7 separate regions of the Mus musculus genome follow, and all the other regions are linked to region 1. Evidence: chromatin contacts called from public HiChIP or PLAC-seq and Micro-C data. All regions are on one chromosome and are shown on one strand. The core of a region is the stretch at or near the end of the contact, and the rest is flanking DNA. Distances in the headings are between cores, read along the strand shown. Region 1 holds the start of Arhgef2 (rho/rac guanine nucleotide exchange factor (GEF) 2). Region 2 holds the start of Pear1 (platelet endothelial aggregation receptor 1). Region 3 holds the start of Shc1 (src homology 2 domain-containing transforming protein C1). Region 4 holds the start of Zbtb7b (zinc finger and BTB domain containing 7B). Region 5 holds the start of Efna4 (ephrin A4). Region 6 holds the start of Hdgf (heparin binding growth factor). Region 7 overlaps Gm33845 (a long non-coding RNA gene).

Region 1 (2,530 bases), core at 21-2,520:
CCCAAATTAGAGACTGAGGCTAAAATTGGCACTCTAGGAGTGCAGGGCTGGGCTGGAAACCTGCAGCCCTAACACCACCCTCCCTGCCCCGCTACCGAGAAGAACAGAGCAGAAGCTGGTGACAGTGGCTGGGCCTCATCTCCCTCCCTCTTTCTTTTTTCTTTCTTTCTTTTTTTTTTCGGTGTTTTGAGACAGGGTTTCTCTGTGTAGCCCTGGCTGTCCTGGAACTCACTCTGTAGACCAGGCTGGCCTTGAACTCAGAAATCTCCCTGCCTCTGTGCAACACCACGCCTAGCCATCTCCCTCCCTCATTACCACACACTTTTGGGACTAGATTAGGTAGTACCCTAAATTTTTACAAAACTTTGCCCCAGGGTGCTCAGGTTTTTACAGAGAAATCGGAGACCTTGATAGGTGGAAACGGAGCAGACTGGAGAATTTCCCCAGTGGCAGGAAACTCAGGTTGACTCAAAGGGTCCAGAGAAATGAAAACCCACCCACACTCCTCAGCAAGCTCAAACGTTTCCAGACAGGGCCAAGTTGTTTCTATAGTCTCCTGTGGCAGAGAAAACTGGTGTCAGGACACAAGGAAGGATTTCCTCAGCTAGCCTCAGGAAAGGTGGAGCCTTCTCACCTTCACTGCCAAAGTAATTGGCAGAGGTGGGGCTGAGAAGGATGGTCAGAGTGTGGTCCACAAGGCCCAGAGGGGTGAGAAGCTGGGCGGGGGGTGGGGGGGGGTGAGGGGAAAACCCTCTCTTGTGGACTCCTAGCTTTTGGAAAGGAGTCCCCTTCTTCACTCTTTTGGGGGAGTGAAGCCTGTTAACGATGAAGCTTCTAGTTCCCCTTTCATTGCCCCCTCCCTCTTGTCATACCAGTCCAACATTGTAAAAGCGGTCTGTGTACTCAAGCCTGTTTGATGAGTGAGCCCTTATGGCTAGGTCTCCCAGTTACCGATAAGGTGATAGAATCCCCTTAGGGTCTTTAAAGAGTGAAGTTACCCGGAATGGGCGCCGGTGTTTTTCAAGGACAGCCGAGCTAAGGGAGGTCGCTGAGGTCAGAGAGTGTTCCTAAGCGCTAAAGGGAAAAGGGATCCTCGAACCTGTCCCAAGGACCCCTGTCCAGCAGACTGCAGCGATACTAACCCCGGCGTCCCGTCCGGTGCGCGGGTACCCCGCCCTGCCTCCGCTCCGCCTCTCCCCTTCCTGAGCTCGGGTGGGGGAGGAGACTAGGGTTTGAGGAACTGGTGCTGGGTGCAGGGGCGAGGGGACTCAGACTTCCTGTCCCCGAGGCCGACGCGTGCGGCCGGACCCCTCCCCCGCCGTTGCTGGACACCCGGGGCCGCCGCGTCCTCCCGCGGCTCACGCTGGATTATGTCTCGGATCGAATCCCTCACTCGCGCGCGGATCGACCGGAGCAAGGAGCAGGCAACCAAGGTGGGCTGGCTCTGCGACCGGGCGCCCTGCCGACCTCTGGGCCTCCGCCCCGCGTCCCGCGTCCCCCCGCCCGCTCTGGGGCGCCCGAGTCCGCGCGCAGCGGCCGGACGGGGTGGGTGGGGCTGCGAGCGCGTGAGGAGGGGGCTGGAGGACCGCAACGTGACCCGCGTCTCCAGCACCCGCGCAGCTTCTGTGCGGGGATCTAGGAGAGCTGAGCTGGGTTACCAGTGGTTCGGCGGGACCGAGTGTTTTGGGCCGCTCGGAAGAAAGTTGCTCCGGTAAGGGATCGAGCGGGAAAGAGGGGCGAGCGTGTCGGGTTCCTAGGGACGACGCTCTTGGGCACCCCTTTCCGCACCCCAGTTCCGGGGGTTGCTTGCGGCCGTGCCCGCTAGCGCCGGCTCGGTCGTTCCCCCTTTGTCCCCACCAGCGGGTGGAGGGGGCCGGAGGGGGTGTTTTCCAAGCTCCCTCCCCCACCTTCCCGCCCCTCCAAGACAAAAGTCAGCTCCTCCTCTTCTTGCGGATGGACTTTCCAGCTGTGATTCAGTTCTTGCCTGGGGTAGGCGGGTGGCTAGGGGTCAAGACAGCAAGCGGCCGCCCATTTTCTCCGCCAGGCCAAACCGATCCATCAGGTGAAGCAAGCTGCCTTTGTGTCGCTGGGATGCCTTCTCACATCCTGAGCGTCTCGGTGCCAGGACCCAGAGTAGTTCCCACCCTTATCTGTTTCATCAGCTTCCAGGCTCCTGGTTCTCCAGCCGCCTCGGTTAACCCAGTTCCCCCACTCCCCTCAGCCATATTTCGATTATCGCCTCGGCTTGGGGGCCCTTCACCTGTCATCTGGAGTCTGGCTGTGTAATTATCAGCACACTCTGCAATACGACCTCTCCAGCACGCCTTTACAAGTGTCCTTTATTCCTGTCTTTGTATTCAGACGCCCTCCCAAATGCCATGACTTTCCTCACCTCAGCTCACAGGAAGTGGTGAAGCCGAGGAGGACTTGTAGATGAATAAGTGAAGCCAGGGGGGCCTGGTTCAGGCGGACGGCGCCTCCCTGTACCTCAGGACACTCACATTATAAGGCTCTCTCGGAAAGCAAAGGC
Region 2 (2,530 bases), core at 20-2,519, 850 kb before region 1:
AGCAGAAGCCAACCCTCCCACTTCACCCTTCACTGAGAAGAAAAAGGCAAGCCAGGGAGGGGGCAGGTTTTGGAAGAGCAGCCAAGCAGGGTAGGCTGGCAGGTGGGAGGCCAGCCCACACCCATCTCACCCATGCACACACAGCCAGAGGTAGGGCACTGTACTGTGGGCTGGAGTTGGGTTTGGAGAACAGCCTCCAACCCCCTAGGCCTAGCATAGGCAGGGGTTGAGAACTGACCCCTTATCCGGCCCTGCCTAGAGCTAAGGCCTGGCTGAGCCTGGGAACTTCAACCAGCACACGCTGTTCCAGTCTCCGGGGACCAGGGGTCACCGTCCCCAGCTGGGGCAGCAGGCTCTACTAAAAGTCCAAAACAAGGAGTCACGAGTCCGTGGCTAGAGGCTGGAAACAGGGATGCGAAGTGAGGGAGGCCTTGCTGGATGGAGCTTGGGTTCCCGGGCCCCAGGGCTCACACTATCAGCCTGGCTATGGGCCCACATCATCCAGGAAAAAGAAAAACAAACAAAAAAACAACAATAAACAAGCCTCAGAGACTGTAGGTGCCTATGGCTGACCTCTCCCCTACAAGATGGGAAAGGACACGCAAATCCAATCTCTTCCCTGGGCAGGGGTAGGGGGCAACACTATGAACACTAAACAGGGTCTTTCTCCGCGAGACATAGGAGGAGACAGGCAGGCAACTGTGTTTTGTTGGTCCTCCCAGAAAGAAGAAATTGGGGGATAGAGGGAAGACAAGGTTTAGGGTTGCTTTTCAGGGCTTCGGTACCACCACCATGGTTCTACACTAGCAAACAGCACACTGGAATCCAGGAGACTTGCAGGCTGCCTTCCTCAGGGCGAGAAGAGAGCTCTCCCAGGCTGGTCCCCATCCTAGCTCCTTATCCTCAGAGCTACGCAGCTTTCTTTTTCTACTTAGTTAGGTCTCCCTCTCCCTCTCTGCTCGCTCTCTTCTTTCTCTCCTCTCTCTCTCTCTTTTCACTTAGGCGGCTTTCTCTACTTAGATCTCACTTTCTTCTCTTCCCCTAACTCTCTCCTTTCTCCTTTCTCTTCTCTTTCCACTTAGACGGAACACACACACACACACACACAGGAGTCCCCACTCCATCTCCTCCTTTCCTCTCTTCAGGTTTCAGCCCAGCGGTCTCGGGCTCCAGAGCCCAGGGCAGGTCACTCACCTGCCTCGGGGCTCGGAGCTCGGAGCTCAGAGCGGCGTGTTGTACCGACGGGTCCTGCTGGCCGACAGAGCTGGCTGCGCGGGCAGGAAGGGGGTGGGCCTCCGCCCGCGCCCAGGCAGGAAGTCCGCGCGGGGAGGCTGGAGCCCGGCCGGGTGGGGTCAGCCCTCCGCACGCCTGTCTGCGAAGTGGACGGGGAGAGCCGCCCAACCTGACAGCCCCGGCTCCCGGCGTCGCGGTCCACCCGACGCCCCTCTTTCCTGCCCGGCGGCGCCCCCTGGCGGCCTTCAGGGGAGGGGCACCCTGCCTGCGCGGTCAGATCTTTGGGACCTTTGCAAGAGTTGAAGCAGGATTCTGCTACATAAAGAAAGCAGATCTTGCTCATCAGCTTGCTCCGAAGAACTCAGCGACCTACCACAGTCAGGTCTCAGAACAAAGACAACTTGGGCCTGGGGGAGTGTGGCTTATGCTGCAGGCCCTAGGTTGAATTCTAAACAGCAGGGACACCTTTATTTAAGAGTGATTGACATATAATAAAAATAAGCCCACTTGGCTTGATGAATAATGTTCCAAAACTTTATCGTGGCAAAACATACACAATATAAAACACATCCTTTCAACAAATGTTAAGTATACAGTTCGGTGGCATAAAGTATTTCACATATACGAAACCTTTGCTACTGTCAATTTCCAGAGCTTTCTCCTCATCCCAAACTGAAACTCAGTCTGCATCCCCTGGCCCTGGTAGCCATCGTGAAGTTAGGCTATATGTACCTCAGCTCCGGCCTCCGACCTTCCACATCTAGCTTATTCTACTTAGCATGCTGTTTCATTGGCTTAGACAAATGTGTTCATCCCAATAAAAGTGTGGTTTAAAATGTCCCTCTCTGGGGATGGAGAGATGGCTCAGGGAGGGGTCGAGGGGGTGTAACGCGCTTGCCACCAAGCCTGATGACCTGAGGTTGAACCCAGGGACCCACATGGTAGAAGGTGAGAATCAAATCCCAAAACTTGTCATCTATGCCCACAACAGTGCCATAGCATGGTACATATTCCCTCCCCTGCAACAGAAGTCAATCTAATGTTTTAAAGTCCATCTCCCCCAGTGTACCTACTCTAGGCTACAGTAAGGACGCAGATTCCGTCCTCACCCCTAGCCCAAACCCCACGAAAGTTTTGATTTGCTTTCTGTAGTTTATATTTCTAGAATATCCGTGTAAATGTCATCATAGAGTATGTACTCACGTATGTCCATCTTCTTCCCCTCACCATAAAGTTTCTGGGCCGTTGGGTGTTCTCTACTACAGCAGGTGACAGCACTGGGCTATTCAAGAACAGG
Region 3 (2,530 bases), core at 21-2,520, 800 kb after region 1:
TGTATTTGGTTTTTTTTTTTTTTTTTTTTTGGTTTTCGAGACAGGGTTTCTCTGTATAGCCCTGGCTGTCCTGGAACTCACTTTGTAGACCAGGCTGGCCTCGAACTCAGAAATCCACCTGCCTCTGCTGGGATTAAAAGGGTGCACCACCACACCCAGCTACTTTTTTTTTTTTTTTTTTAAGGGAATAAAGCGATAGTTTATTCTGGAGCTATTTTGATTGGTCACTTTCTTTAAGTTCCTGAATGGCCTTAAGCAGAGCTGTGGCAGGAAACTGTGGGCAAAGAAATATGGGTTTGGTATTATTATGCACTTATGGCCAGACTCCAACTTCTAATATCCCTTTCTCCTTCCTGTCTTTATTAACACAGATTTGTTTATGACCCTATTATCCCTTTGTGGCTTGTAGGCACCAGTTCTGTTTCTTTCCCCTACCTCCAAGGCCAACTCCTCCACTAGCCTGAGGTACACTGTCAGGTGGTTTACTGCCTGTAAGGAGTAACAATATATCTGTAGGTCCGAGGGGTGGCTGCATGTCTCTGTACCCTCTGGGGAAGCCCTACTCCCACCCCCCAAGTCTGTTGGTCCTTGGTGACTTGTAGAAACAGGCTTGCTCTAGCTCTTGTCTGGTAGCCCCCTGATGTACCACCAATAAATTGGCCTTTATTCCCATTTTAGCTTGTCTTTCCTCTTGGCTTTGCACTATATCCACTGGGACTTACTTTCTCTCCCTGGTTCTCTACTGTGGTCCACAGCTGTTGTGGTGGAGGATGCTAATGGCCCAGGTTCCCTGGAGCTACCACCTCACTCACTGTATGGTGGGGATGGGAGTGGTCTGGGCTGTCTGGGCTAGGGGGCTAGTCACGTCTTCAGCCAGGACTGGAAAGGAAATGCTAAACTCTGGGGGACATCTCCCCCCTTCCCCTCCCCGCCCAGCAGCTTCTGTTTCCTCTCTATCCCTTCCTGTCTTCCTGCTCTCTTTGGCTTGCCCACGTCGGTTTGGATTGGTCCAGAGTTTCTCTTAACTCCTTCCTTTCTTTTTTCTCTTTTGCTTATTTTTCCATCTTTTTTTCGCGCCGGGCACCTCCTCCTTCCCAGACAGTTGTTTGTATTGGGCTGGGAGAGTGGCCTGGCTTGCACAAATTGTGTGGGGAGGTGTCTCAGCCCCTCTGAGCCTGTGAGTCAGCACTGTCCTGGGGATTGGTCTCTCTCCTTAGTTCCCCGCCTCTGGGGAGGAGCCAGTAAGCTCTGGGTCCAGCCTGTACTCCTCAGCCAGTAGAGGTTTCCTAGCTGGGCTGTGCAAGGATGTGCTCTCAAACTGTCTAGGTCTGAGTTGGGAGAGCAGAGGTCACTTGTCCTTCGCCTCCCCAGGTCATCTGTTATCACCGGGCTGCCGAGGTCAGACTAGGCTAAGGGCCTGGGGATGCCCCCTGCCTGGCCCCCTTGCCTGAATTGGCAGGGGGGCCGGGCTGGGCAGCAGCCCCTCTTCTCACCCCAGCCATGGATCTTCTACCCCCCAAGCCGAAGTACAACCCACTTCGGAATGAGTCTCTGTCATCGCTGGAGGAGGGGGCTTCGGGGTCTACCCCTCCGGAGGAGCTACCTTCCCCATCAGCTTCATCCCTGGGACCCATTCTGCCTCCTCTGCCGGGGGACGATAGTCCGACTACCCTGTGTTCCTTCTTTCCCCGGATGAGCAACCTGAAGCTGGCCAATCCTGCTGGGGGGCGCCTGGGGCCTAAAGGGGAGCCAGGAAAGGCTGCTGAAGATGGGGAAGGGAGTGCAGGGGCAGCCCTTCGGGACTCAGGCCTCTTGCCCCTCCTCCAGGACATGAACAAGCTGAGTGGAGGCGGCGGGCGCAGGACTCGGGTAGAAGGGGGCCAGCTGGGGGGCGAGGAGTGGACCAGACACGGGAGCTTTGTCAATAAGCCCACACGAGGCTGGCTGCATCCCAACGACAAAGTCATGGGACCTGGGGTTTCCTACTTGGTTCGGGTGAGTGCATACCCCCCTCCCACTCCCTCCCGTCCAGTTCCTCTGCTCACTCCAGATTTGCCAGGGACTCCCTGCTCTTCCCCCAGCAACATCTGTGCCATTCTCTCAGTTCTTAGACCTGGTGCATTCCTTCTTCAGGTCTCTGCCCTTAATTTAGCCTGTGAATCTTCTGCCTTTCCTCCTTTGGTCCCAACCCCCCCCCCCACCCCCCCAGTTCACACAGTGCCCAAGCACATCTGAGGCTTTCTGTAAAAGTTGAATGAAAATGACTTCTTGATTATTCCCTCTAGACTCCTCCCTTTTCCAGAGATGTCACTCCATCCCACTCAATGTTTGCTACTCCTCTCGCAGTCCCCCCATGGTGCACGAAGTTCCTCTTTTGTGGTCTTTCTTCCCTTTTTCCCCTTTGCCATACACCTATGAAGTGGAAGCCCCAGGCAGTAGGAAGGCTACTTCAATCTACTTTCCTTAGGAAGTAAGGACTATATAAGGCAAAGCCCTAGAACCTTCTGCAAAGGGCTTGCAAGTGTGGGGT
Region 4 (2,530 bases), core at 21-2,520, 770 kb after region 1:
CCGCTCTGGCCAGGACACGTCGCTCTCTTACTTGGGTGGGGTGGGAGGAGGGGAGAGAAAGCTGGAAATGGAAAGCAGCGCCCCCCACCCCTCTGAATGGCCAACCTCGGCCAGCGGTGCGCACTAGGTTTCTACCACACAGCGACCCCCACTCTGCTCAGGGCAGGTGCGCCGGCGCCGGCGGCAAGACCGCTGGTAGGTCGAGTTCTTATCACCCACCCTCGCACTGGAGTTGTGAGAGCAAAAGCTGACTTTGAAAAGGTGGCGGTGGGCCTGAGGCTTGAGAGACCGGAATGTGATTGCGGAGCGGGAGGGGCAGAGGGGTCGTCCTGCTGAGCCGCACTACCGCTGGAGAGACGACGCGGCTCTGGAAGCGCAAGAAACCGAATAGTCCAGCCGGTAACTTTCCCCCAAGCCGCGGTTCCTCCCGCTGCCCCCCACCCCCCGTGCCACTGGCCTGGGTCCAGCCCACCGTGCCAGGGGGGCGCGGAGCTGGGTGGGTGGGTGGGGACACGCGTTGTCCTAGTTATAGTCCGTCAGGGTTTCCATTCCCTCCATTCGGTCGGGTCTGGGGTCTCCCCCTAAAGTCACAAAAGCGACTGGGGGTAGGGGTAAGTTCAGTGCAGCTCACCCCCTCTCCATCCCGTAGCTCACAGTCTGTATGATATTAGAAGTGCAAAGAAAGTTTCTGGAGACCCTCCGCTCAGAGTTGGGGGGAGGCCAATAGTCCATAGTTCTCTACCTTTCCTCCAAGTTAAAACCAATTCCAAAGACCCAGGAAAGCTACAGGGAATGCGACTGGTTGAAATCTGGTGTGTGTGTGTGTACGTGTGTGTACAGGGGTCTCACAGGACGCACGAAGGACACTGCAGTAGGCTCGAGTTTAGTGTATCCCGAGCCAAGGGACAAAAAGTGGGGTTCACTTACCTTTCAGCCGTTGGGTCCGTTCGCTGGAGCTGCAGAGGCACAGGGTGTAGGAAGAAGCGCGTCCCCCGCCAGGCTGGGGGGCTTGGGGCTCTGCTCCGGTCCTGGTCAGAAGGCCGCGGTCAGTGGCTCGCTGCTCGTTGCTGGGGGGCTCCTCCTCCGCCACCCTTTGCCTCCTCCTGTTGCCCGCCCCCCCCTTGGCCGCGGAGAGCCGTACATTCACCTGGCTTCCACTCGCCCCCCCCCCCAAGGCCCGCCTCACCTGTCCTGCTGTCTCACCTGTCCTCTCTCTTGCTTTCCCCCCATCCCTCCCCTCCCTCCCCCCGCCCCTGCCACCCCCAAACTCCCCCCCCACCCTTAGCAACACCCTCTGTCACTTCCTGGTTTTTCATCCGCCCCCCCCAGGCACCCCCTCCCTCCGCCCAATAAGGACATAAACTTCCACCTCTTCCAACAGCTAGTTCCAGCAGGGAGCATATGGGTCCCTCCCTCCTTTTCGTCCCTTTTCTCCGAGATTTTGCTTCGCTCCCTGAGCCTTTCCCACCCTTTTCCTTTCCCTTCTTTCCTTCAAACTCCCTTCACCTGCCGCGATCCCTCTCCCTCTCTGCTTTCTACCACTATCTCCTCCGGTCCACCTTAACTGGAGCTCCGCCTCCGACCCCCGTCCAGCCCTCTGCTGCTGCCCAGCTCCACCCCTTGCACGCCACCGCCCTGCCCATCCATTGGCCTGAACACCCGCCTATCCCATGTGGGACGCGCCTAGGGTTCATCCAGGGAGGGGGTGGAGCCTGGGCTGGCCAGAAACCAGAAGGGGAGGGAGGCCGAAGACAGTGTCCGCAGTGGCCAGGGAATGGAGCAGCCCCCTCAGGGACTTCCTCTCTTTCAAGAGGGGCTTCTGTAGGGTCACCACCTGGGGAGGGAATGGTATGAGAGGTTACGGATACGCTGCTGGGGATGAAGACCTAAAATTTAGAAAGAGTGGGGTCCTGCCGAGGGGCTTTAACCAGGTCAGAGCCCCAGGAAGAGAGAGAACCTCTAGACATTGAGCTTCAGCCTCTTGGCCCATCCCCCTCCGAGGGAGCGGGGGAGTCGAGTCTGTGGGCACTCTGTGTCCCTCCCCACGCGTGACGGCGCCCCGCGGGGAGGGAACAGTGCCCGGGGCAAGGAGCCTTTGCGCTCTAGCCAGTGCCCGTTGCTGCCTTGGCATTTTCAAAGGGGAGGGACTGAGTCTGGGAAGGGGAAGGGGGAGGTGCGCTCCCTCTGGGGCCCCGACGCTTTGCCTTCAACCAGCCGGTACTTTTAGTGGAGAAACTGAGACCCTACAGTGGAGGGATCTTGGCGCAGATTCACTCAGACCCCGAGGTGACGATAGAGACCTGGGTGGTTTAGGATGTTTGCTTAAGTGGGTTTGGGAAAAACCGGTATTCGTATTTAAGTGCCCGACCCAAAGAATGGTAGTCTCTGAGGGACGCTTACAACTGGGCTGGCGATGCTATAGACCCCAAAAGGGCCCCTCCTACTCGTTTCAAACGGAGTCAAATCCCGCTCTCTAGGACCAGGTTCGGCTTCGCAGCAGCAGGCCAGGCGGAACCGGGTCGGACTTGTT
Region 5 (2,530 bases), core at 23-2,522, 720 kb after region 1:
TGGGTGTGGAGAAACACCCCCTGCCAAGCCAGAGCTCAGGAAATACTTGTGAATTTGGTGAATGAACTAGAAACACAAGAGCTGGGGGCTGAGGGACTGGTCTGGAACTGAGATAGAAGAAGTCAGAGTCCAGGACAATAGCGCTTATCACCCGGTATTGGTATTGGAATGACTATCTTTAGGCCTGCCCTCCCTGGGGGGCTGTGGCCTCCCACGGGGCAGGGTTTCATTGGTAAAGCCCAGCAGCTCAGCACTGGTCTTGACACACACACAGAGTATGTGCTTATCAAATGTTAGTGAATAAATGAACAGAGCCACAGATTGTCTGAAGTAGAAAATCAGAAAGGAAAACAGATGGGGAAGGCAGAGAGGCAGGGAGGAATGGGAAGCAGGATGCAAACAGCAAAAAATACCGAGGTTCAAAGGCAGCCAGCTCAGCAGAGGGGAAGAAATAAGCATTGAAATCTGTACAGCGGCACTCCTTTCCACAAGCCTGACCTCAGTCAGTCCACTTGCTTCCCAGGGTACTGGGTATTATTAGCCCATTTTGTAGATGACATAACTGAGGTGAGCAAGGTCAAATGACTGGCCCACAGGTGAATCAGATGGAAGAACAGGGCCAGGATTGGACAGAAATAAGATCAAGATGGAAGCAGAGATATCCAGGGGCCCGAGAGGCTCTCAGAACCAGAGAGGAACTCAACGTTCTTTCACTTGGGTAAAAATCCCTCCCTGGTTCTCAGCGGTCCACCCCAGCTCCTGCCCCGCCGGAGGTTTGGGCTCCCTAGAAAAGGGGGGCGGGACCCGGAATACGGGGCCCAGGCCCCCTCAGCTCCCTGCTCTCAGACTCCAACCGACCACCCTCAGGACTAGGGTGGTCCGCTCGCCCCCACACACACGTTCGGGCGGGGGGGGACCCCCGGGCACGCCTCGCCCCTCCCCCGCCGGCTCAAACAAAGGAGCCCCATCGCGCGGCTGGGCAGGGCTCAGACAGCGCCTTGCAAAAAGGCGAGCAGCGGGCGCGCGCACAGCCTGGGAGCGCGCGGGCCCAGCTCGGCTCTCGCCTCGCTCGGCCGTGCTACCTGGGGTTAGAGGAGTTCCAGTAGATTGGGTGGCGGAGGCTGGAGCACCCCGGCAGGCGCGAGCCGAGCAGCGCGGCCCAGAGCACAGTCCGCAGCAGGGGCAGCAGCCGCATCGCCCCTGGGGTCCAGTCTGGTCTGGCCCGGCTGGTCCCGGCCCACTTCTCTGTCCCGGCGAGAAAGGTACAAAAGTGGAGGGGGGTGGGGGGTACGGAACGGAGGAGGGGTGTGGAGGCTCCTAGACCACAGCCCTGGGTAACTTTCCACCAATGAAAACTTGTCTCCGCCTCTCTACTCAGCGCCAACTCTTGTTAACCCTTTGTGCTTCCTGTGCCCCGAGCGCTCCAGGTTAGCCAAAGCGTCCCTTTGTTATCTCACTGTGCTGGAAGAGGGTGGCATGGTGGATATTCCACTAAGGACTTAATGCTTGAGGGTTTTGGTTTTCTATGTGTGTGTACGTGTCGGCGCTTCTATTCCTTCTCCACCTTATTTTTTGAGACAGGGTCTCTCACTGAACCCTGATTGGCTTGGCTTGCAGTCCTGTAAGCTTGGGGTCGGGGTAGGAGGGGGTGCTCCTGTTTCCTAGCCCCACCTCACCCCTCCCACCCACGGAGGGGTTACAGAAATAAACCACTAAACTTAGGGCTTTTTACACGGGTGCTGGTTATCCAAACTCAGGTAAGCACTTTACCAAGGCTGTCTTCTTTCAAATCCTATGTTGTACTTTATTTTGTTTAAAACAGGGTCTTAACACTAAAGTCTGGCTGGCTTGGAACTTCTATTATAAGCCAGGCTGGCCTCAGACTGGCAATGATCCTCCTGCTCTATCCTCTCCAGTGCTGGGATTACAGCCACGGGGTTCATGCAGCACCACCTAAGAGGGCCGGTTCGGTTTATGTTTAGATCTTGTCCTTTGTGTCTTCATTGGTTCAAGGTAGAAAGCCTCATTGAAGTCTGGGAGGTCAGAGCTGGATGGCACATGAAGTACACCCATAGAAGAATCCAGCATTCTAGTCAGCACACAGCAAGTTCCTATTTGGGGGTAGGAAAGTGTGTACATAGGTGCCGTGCGCGCGCGCGCGCGCGCACACACACACACACACACACACACACACACACACACATGATGGCCAGCACCTGATACCCCAGATACTTTTGGAGGCTGAAGCAGAATTACCTTCCATGCATTGTTCTTTTGCTTTGCACACGCAGATGGTACAAGGGGAAGGACTGAAGTGGCTCTGGGGACACCCCTGACATTCCTCTAGAGCATCGTGCTGGGTGACCATTGTGGGACACAGCCTGCCCCTTATCCGCACACACCTCTCTCCCAGGAGTCCTCAGTCCTGAGGTCTAAATGATGAGGTGGTAGCAATCAGTACAAAGCACAAAGCACCTTTGTTCTGGAACCTTCAGGTGGGGGCAGGGAAGTGGAGGAGGCAGGTGTGAAG
Region 6 (2,530 bases), core at 21-2,520, 710 kb before region 1:
CCAATGGTCCTGAGTTCAAATCCCAGCTGTTTGTGGACCATTTGAACTCATACATGGTGGCTCACAACCATCCCTAATGAAATCTGAGGCCCTCTTCTGGAGTGTCTGAAGACAGCTACAGTGTCTTACAAATAATAAATGAATAAATAAATATTAAAAAAAACCTTCAAATCTGCTGGGCAGTGGTGGTGCACCCGTTTAAGAGGGAGAGGCAAGTGGATCTCTGAGTTTGAGGCCAGCCTGGTCTACATGAGTTTCAGGACAGCCAGGGCTACACAGAGAAACCCTGCCTTGAAAAACCAAAAACAAACAAACAAAAACCAGAAACCTTCAAATCTCTTTAAAAAGAGAGTATGCAGGCCAGCCAGCCAGGGCTACATACTAAGACTGTCTCCCCCGGCAGTGGTGGCACACTTCTGTAATCCCAGCACTTGGGAGGCAGAGGCAGGCGGATTTCTGAGTTTGAGGTCAGTCAGAGTGAGTTCCAGGACAGCCAGGACTGCACAGAGAAACCCTGTCTTGAAAAATAAAAAAAAATAAAAAAAAAAGACTGTCTCAATAAAAATAAGATATAAAACAATTAGATATAAACAACAAAAAACCCATTGCACAGAGATGTAATTACAACAAAATCTTGTTTGGTTTGAGATCTGAGATCAAGTTTTGCGCACATCATTCCTTAGAATATAACCCAGGCCAAATACAGTCTTCAAATTAATACTATATATCTCCAAACTAGATTTAGTGGTATCCAACTGTCTTTATCGTTTAGGACCTCCTTATTCTAGTGAGGGTAATTGGTGATAGTCCAGATACAGCTGTTAATTTAGAGTAGACTGAAATGGTAGGACTCGAACTCTTATACCGCCACCAACAGAAGCACGTGGAGTGTGTGGGGTACACCTCTTGCCTTGGCGGTCTAACTAGTTAGAAGTCAGAGGCGCAGAGCAAATACGTGGGTTGGGACATGGCACGTGGTAGGGGGGACAGAGCGCAAGGCAGGCCACAGTAGGCCCCGCCTGGCCAGGGCATTCAGAGGAGCCCGGGGAGGGGCACGTGCAGCCTGTCCAGCGGGCGCCAGCTCCTTTTGGGCTGGCACCCACCACCCGCCCGCACACAAAGCCCGCTCGGCGCGCTCGGCACTCGGCTCTTCAAGCCTGTGCCTCTGAGCCCCGCCTGGCGGCCTCCAGGTTGGGTGTGAGGCCGGGGCAGGCTGTAGGCGTCGATTGGCTGCGCGCATCGAACCGCCGCGGGCGGGAGCGCGAGGGGAGGAGTGGGCCGCGGGGGGTGGAGGAAGCGGCCTCGCTCGCGCCGAGGAGGGAGCAATTGAATTTCAAACACAAACAACCACACGAGCTAGCGCTCCCGGAGCCGTGTGTTGCCCACCGCGCCCGGCCCTGTCCGAGCGGCGCGCGGGCGCAGACGCCGTGGCTGCCCCGGAGCTCGCGTCGGGGGCCGGCATCGAGGCGGGGGCCGCGCGAGGGCCGGAGCGCAGCGGCGCCGCAACCGCCGCACGCGCAAACTTGGGCTCGCGCTTCCCGGCTCGGCGCGGAGCCCGGGGCGCCCGCGGCCCCGCCATGTCGCGATCCAACCGGCAGAAAGAGTACAAGTGCGGAGACCTGGTGTTTGCGAAGATGAAAGGATACCCACACTGGCCGGCCCGGGTGAGTGGCGCGGCCGTCGCGGGCCCTGCTGCGGGTTGCATAACGCTCGGGAGGGCACGGCCGCCGAGCGCGGAGCGGGCGTAGGGGCAGGGGTGCCAGGCCTGTTCTGGCTGGCGGGAGCCCACCACCGCTTACATAACGGAGGCGATCGCGGCCGGCACCTGGCGGGCAGCGCCGCGTGCTCAGTTCGCCCTCACCCCTCCGTCACAGCGGCCGAGGCTTCGGGCTCACGGTGGCGGGGGGGGGGGGGGGAGCGGCCCGATGGTGTGTCGCTTCTTTCGCCGCGAATCCCAACCCCTTCTCGGAGCCCCGCTTGAGCCCTGAGTCTCCATTGATAGTTGCCTCCAGTTCAGGTTTCTCTGGCTGGACGAACGGGTGCGAGGGGTCTCAGTTCACAGAGGGTTAGGTGGATGTAGAGTTGGCGACTCACAAACTTTCTTGGAGCATTTTGGTAGGAACTCTGAAGTTGGGAGGGTCGTGAAATGTTTGGGGACGACTTACTTAAAAATGGTCTTGCCTGGCCTGGTGACTCTGCCATAACCGATTTAGCCCCCAGCTCTACAAGAACATCCCTCCATATGCCTCCAGCTCAGACTTGGAACTGGAGGCAGCAGGGCCCCCGTGTGCTTTGGGAAATCCAGTACAGACGACCTTAGCGCGGTGTGGGGGATTGTGGGACGCTGGAGTTTCCTCGGCTTCCCATTAGTGAGCGTCTCCAGTCAGGGAGGCCGGTGTCAGCCATGTGGTTGTTTGAACCCGCCAAGAGTAGGGCCTTCCCCATTCCAGCACCTGGCCAGGTGGGAGGGTGGGGCAGAAAGCCTGCTGTGTTTATCACCTTCCCTCCCAGGAAAAGGTGTGTGTGTGTG
Region 7 (2,530 bases), core at 15-2,514, 680 kb after region 1:
AGATTTCTGAGTTTGAGTCCAGCCTGGTCTACAGAGTGAGTTCCAGGACAGCCAGGGCTGTACAGAGAAACCCTGTCTCGAAAAAACCAAAACCAACCAAACAACTAAACAAACAAAGTCAGAGTCATGGTGGGAGGGGGAGGAAAGACTCCCCAAATCACAGGTGGTTTTGAGTGTAATGGTCTTGGGTTTGATTTTTGGGTTTTATTTTTGTTTGTTTCTGAGACAGGGACTCACTACGCAACCCTGGCTGGCCTCAAACTTATTATATAGACCAAGTTGACCTTTAATTAACAGAGAGTCACTTGACTCTGCCTCCTGAGAGCTAGGATTAAAAACATGGGCCACAACACCCAGACTAGAATTTTCTTTAAAGAAAGTATGTATTGATTCTATCTTTTAATGTGTGTGAGCCTGAGTGTATGTAAGTGTTCCACGTGCATGTAGGAGGATGTCAGACCCCCTAGGTCTAGAGATCTCCTAGCTGGCTGTGGGAATTGAGCCCAGGTCCTCTGCAAGAGCAGTAAGTGTCCCTATCCACGCGGCCACTTACGCAGTCTCAGCTTTGTTGTGTGTTTGACACTGAGAGCGTGCTTCAGGCTTCCAAAGCGCTAAGCACGTATTCTCTCACTGTGCCCATTCTGTATCCCACTCCATAAACCTCTGGACTGTGTCCTGATGGAGTACAGGGACCATTTTCTTCTCTTTTTGTCTTAAATAGCTAAACACATAGCCTGGCAATAGTGATGCACACCCTTAATCCCAGCACTCAGGAGGCAGAGGCAAGTGATCTCTGAGTTCAAGGCCAGCCTGATATTCAGAGTGAGTTCCAAGACAGCCAGGGCTACAGAGAGAAACCCTGTCTCGGAAAAAAAAATAAATAAATAAATAAAAGAATAGTTCCTGTTACTGATAATCAGACACAGGAGAAGAGGTAAAACTGGGGTGCTATTTGAGAGGGCAAACACGAATGAAGCGAGCCCCAAGACCACGCAGCTTCGTGGGTGGAAATTCCAGGATTGGGTGTGGGAGATGCAGCCTGCGAGTCAGAGTCTCTGAGGGGAGGAAGGGAAGGAATGCAGCCCAGGAAGACCAAGGCAGCTCTAGTTTGCAGCACAGAGTCCTAGACAGGAGTTGTACAGAGAAGGGACTTTGGAAACTGGTACAGCGTCCCTCAGGTCTTCAGCTTCGGATGAGTAACACAGCCTGCGGGGAAGCCAGTCTCGTTTGCTAAGAACTGTGGGAGAACGAAAGCAGAGCTCTCACCAGGGCCACCAATCCCTCGTCATCCCACAAGCCACCGCGGAAAGGCAGTCTTGCCTTGACTACTCTTGGCTGGTTCCAGATGCATAACCTCTAAACTTCAAAGCCTTTGTAAAACCGGAGGGGGCGCTTGCAGAGACAGTCTGAGAAAAGCGCTTTTTCTTCCCGATGCTGACGCATCCGCGCTGATTTCTGCAGCCGCTGAAACTCCTCTGCTACTGTCGCGCAGGACCACTGGAGAAGTGGCTGCCGTTATACCCGCCATTCCCCGTGCTCTCCTTGAAAAAATTATTATCATTATTTTTATTATTATTATTTTAGACTATGGAGACTTACTATGTTGCCCAGGTGGGCCCTGATCTCCTGGAATTAAGCAATCCTCCTGCCTCAGCTTCTAGAGTTCCTGAACTATAAGTGTGCTTGACAATTCCCGTATTCTTTTGGAGTTCTGTTGACTTCTGCCAGGCAACCCCTCCCTACTCTAAGCCCTTATTATGGTTAATAAGTTCTCACATTAAACTTCTCCTGCTCAAAGTACTGTGTGGTTTCTATCTCCTGATTGGCTAGCTGGTGTAGCAGCCCACACTCCAGGATGATATTGCCTCTTTAGATTAGCCCTAGGTCAAAGACTGCTCTGCTTTTGCCAAATATCACTTAGCAGTGAACCTTTGAAGGGTCAATCCACCTGGATGTTGTGGCAAACACCTGGGAAAGTGCAATTAGAGTGATCACAAGTTCAAGGTCAGCCTCACAGCCTGTTCAAGGCTCACATGAGACCCTGCAATCCCCCAAAGGCAAACCATTTGTCTCTCTGTCCTGAAAAACTCATGTAAGTTTCTGAGGAAGGCTTAAAAGTATTGAAAGAAATGTTTTAAAAAGTCTTCTATTAGGGCTGGAGAGATGGCTCAGCGGTTAAGAGCACTGTCTGCTCTTCCAGAGGTCTTGGGTTCAACTCTCACCAACCCCATGGTAGCTCACAACCATCTATTCAGTGATCTGTTGCCCTCTTCTGGCATGATGGTGTACATTCGGGTAGAGCACACATACATAAAAATTAATAAATATTTTAAAAAATCTAGCATTAAAAAACATTAAATGCCTAATGTCTCATATTCAAACAATAATTGATTATTTAATCAGTAATTCAATCAATAATTGTTAGGTATGTGAGAGTATCAGATCCCCTGGAGCAGGAGTTACAGACAGTTGTGAGCTGCCATGTGGGTCCTAGGAACTGAACCCCTTTCTTCTGGAAGAACAGCCAGTG

The links. A called contact is a pair of places that touch in the nucleus more often than the background predicts. HiChIP or PLAC-seq counts read pairs in DNA pulled down with a chosen protein or histone mark.
Region 2: a contact with region 1 is called in a FOXA1 HiChIP or PLAC-seq map of pancreatic cancer cells. The contact joins the promoter of Pear1 here to the promoter of Arhgef2 in region 1. A contact is called at or near these places in 1 of 39 promoter capture datasets (liver) and 1 of 115 datasets of contacts at active chromatin or transcription factors (pancreatic cancer cells).
Region 3: a contact with region 1 is called in a FOXA1 HiChIP or PLAC-seq map of pancreatic cancer cells. The contact joins the promoter of Shc1 here to the promoter of Arhgef2 in region 1. A contact is called at or near these places in 1 of 484 Hi-C or Micro-C datasets (the G1E-ER4 cell line) and 3 of 115 datasets of contacts at active chromatin or transcription factors (memory CD8 T cells, microglia and pancreatic cancer cells).
Region 4: a Micro-C map of embryonic stem cells shows a contact between it and region 1, with 2.4 times the contacts expected there. The contact joins the promoter of Zbtb7b here to the promoter of Arhgef2 in region 1. A contact is called at or near these places in 1 of 484 Hi-C or Micro-C datasets (embryonic stem cells), 1 of 115 datasets of contacts at active chromatin or transcription factors (bone marrow-derived dendritic cells) and 1 of 9 other capture datasets (adipose tissue).
Region 5: a FOXA1 HiChIP or PLAC-seq map of pancreatic cancer cells shows a contact between it and region 1. The contact joins the promoter of Efna4 here to the promoter of Arhgef2 in region 1. A contact is called at or near these places in 4 of 115 datasets of contacts at active chromatin or transcription factors (memory CD8 T cells, microglia, neural tube and 1 more).
Region 6: a FOXA1 HiChIP or PLAC-seq map of pancreatic cancer cells shows a contact between it and region 1. The contact joins the promoter of Hdgf here to the promoter of Arhgef2 in region 1. A contact is called at or near these places in 1 of 39 promoter capture datasets (pre-B cells), 1 of 115 datasets of contacts at active chromatin or transcription factors (pancreatic cancer cells) and 2 of 9 other capture datasets (adipose tissue and pancreatic islet).
Region 7: an H3K4me3 HiChIP or PLAC-seq map of bone marrow-derived macrophages shows a contact between it and region 1, with 4 times the contacts expected there. The contact joins the enhancer-like site here to the promoter of Arhgef2 in region 1. A contact is called at or near these places in 1 of 39 promoter capture datasets (the C10 cell line) and 4 of 115 datasets of contacts at active chromatin or transcription factors (bone marrow-derived macrophages, double positive thymocytes, kidney and 1 more).

Annotation. Positions count from the first base shown.
Region 1 is chr3:88,619,889-88,622,418 of GRCm38.p6, forward strand. Arhgef2 (rho/rac guanine nucleotide exchange factor (GEF) 2) reads left to right here and starts at 1,271. Exons shown (of 22, transcript NM_008487.4): 1 at 1,271-1,433. The coding sequence starts at 1,371. Gm20652 (a long non-coding RNA gene) reads right to left here and starts at 1,217. Exons shown (of 2, transcript XR_375820.2): 1 at 1,143-1,217.
Region 2 is chr3:87,767,684-87,770,213 of GRCm38.p6, forward strand. It overlaps Pear1 (platelet endothelial aggregation receptor 1), which reads right to left and starts at 1,270. Exons shown (of 25, transcript NM_152799.2): 1 at 1,195-1,270.
Region 3 is chr3:89,420,351-89,422,880 of GRCm38.p6, forward strand. Shc1 (src homology 2 domain-containing transforming protein C1) reads left to right here and starts at 1,271. Exons shown (of 12, transcript NM_001113331.2): 1 at 1,271-1,995. The coding sequence starts at 1,501.
Region 4 is chr3:89,392,108-89,394,637 of GRCm38.p6, forward strand. It overlaps Zbtb7b (zinc finger and BTB domain containing 7B), which reads right to left and starts at 1,271. Exons shown (of 3, transcript NM_009565.5): 1 at 928-1,271. It overlaps Gm15417 (predicted gene 15417), which reads left to right. Exons shown (of 2, transcript NR_040403.1): 1 at 1-399.
Region 5 is chr3:89,336,756-89,339,285 of GRCm38.p6, forward strand. Efna4 (ephrin A4) reads right to left here and starts at 1,273. Exons shown (of 4, transcript NM_007910.2): 1 at 1,083-1,273. The coding sequence starts at 1,195.
Region 6 is chr3:87,905,051-87,907,580 of GRCm38.p6, forward strand. Hdgf (heparin binding growth factor) reads left to right here and starts at 1,271. Exons shown (of 6, transcript NM_008231.4): 1 at 1,271-1,664. The coding sequence starts at 1,578.
Region 7 is chr3:89,298,452-89,300,981 of GRCm38.p6, forward strand. All of the region lies in intron 1 of Gm33845 (a long non-coding RNA gene), which reads right to left. Among named protein-coding and RNA genes, the nearest start is that of Gm33845, 3.3 kb to the right of the region's middle. Within about 2 kb of position 1,265, at least 105 of the 459 cell types and tissues checked have an H3K27ac peak or open chromatin away from gene starts, as enhancers often do. A contact at or near this core is called in bone marrow-derived macrophages, kidney and pancreatic cancer cells, where this site is marked.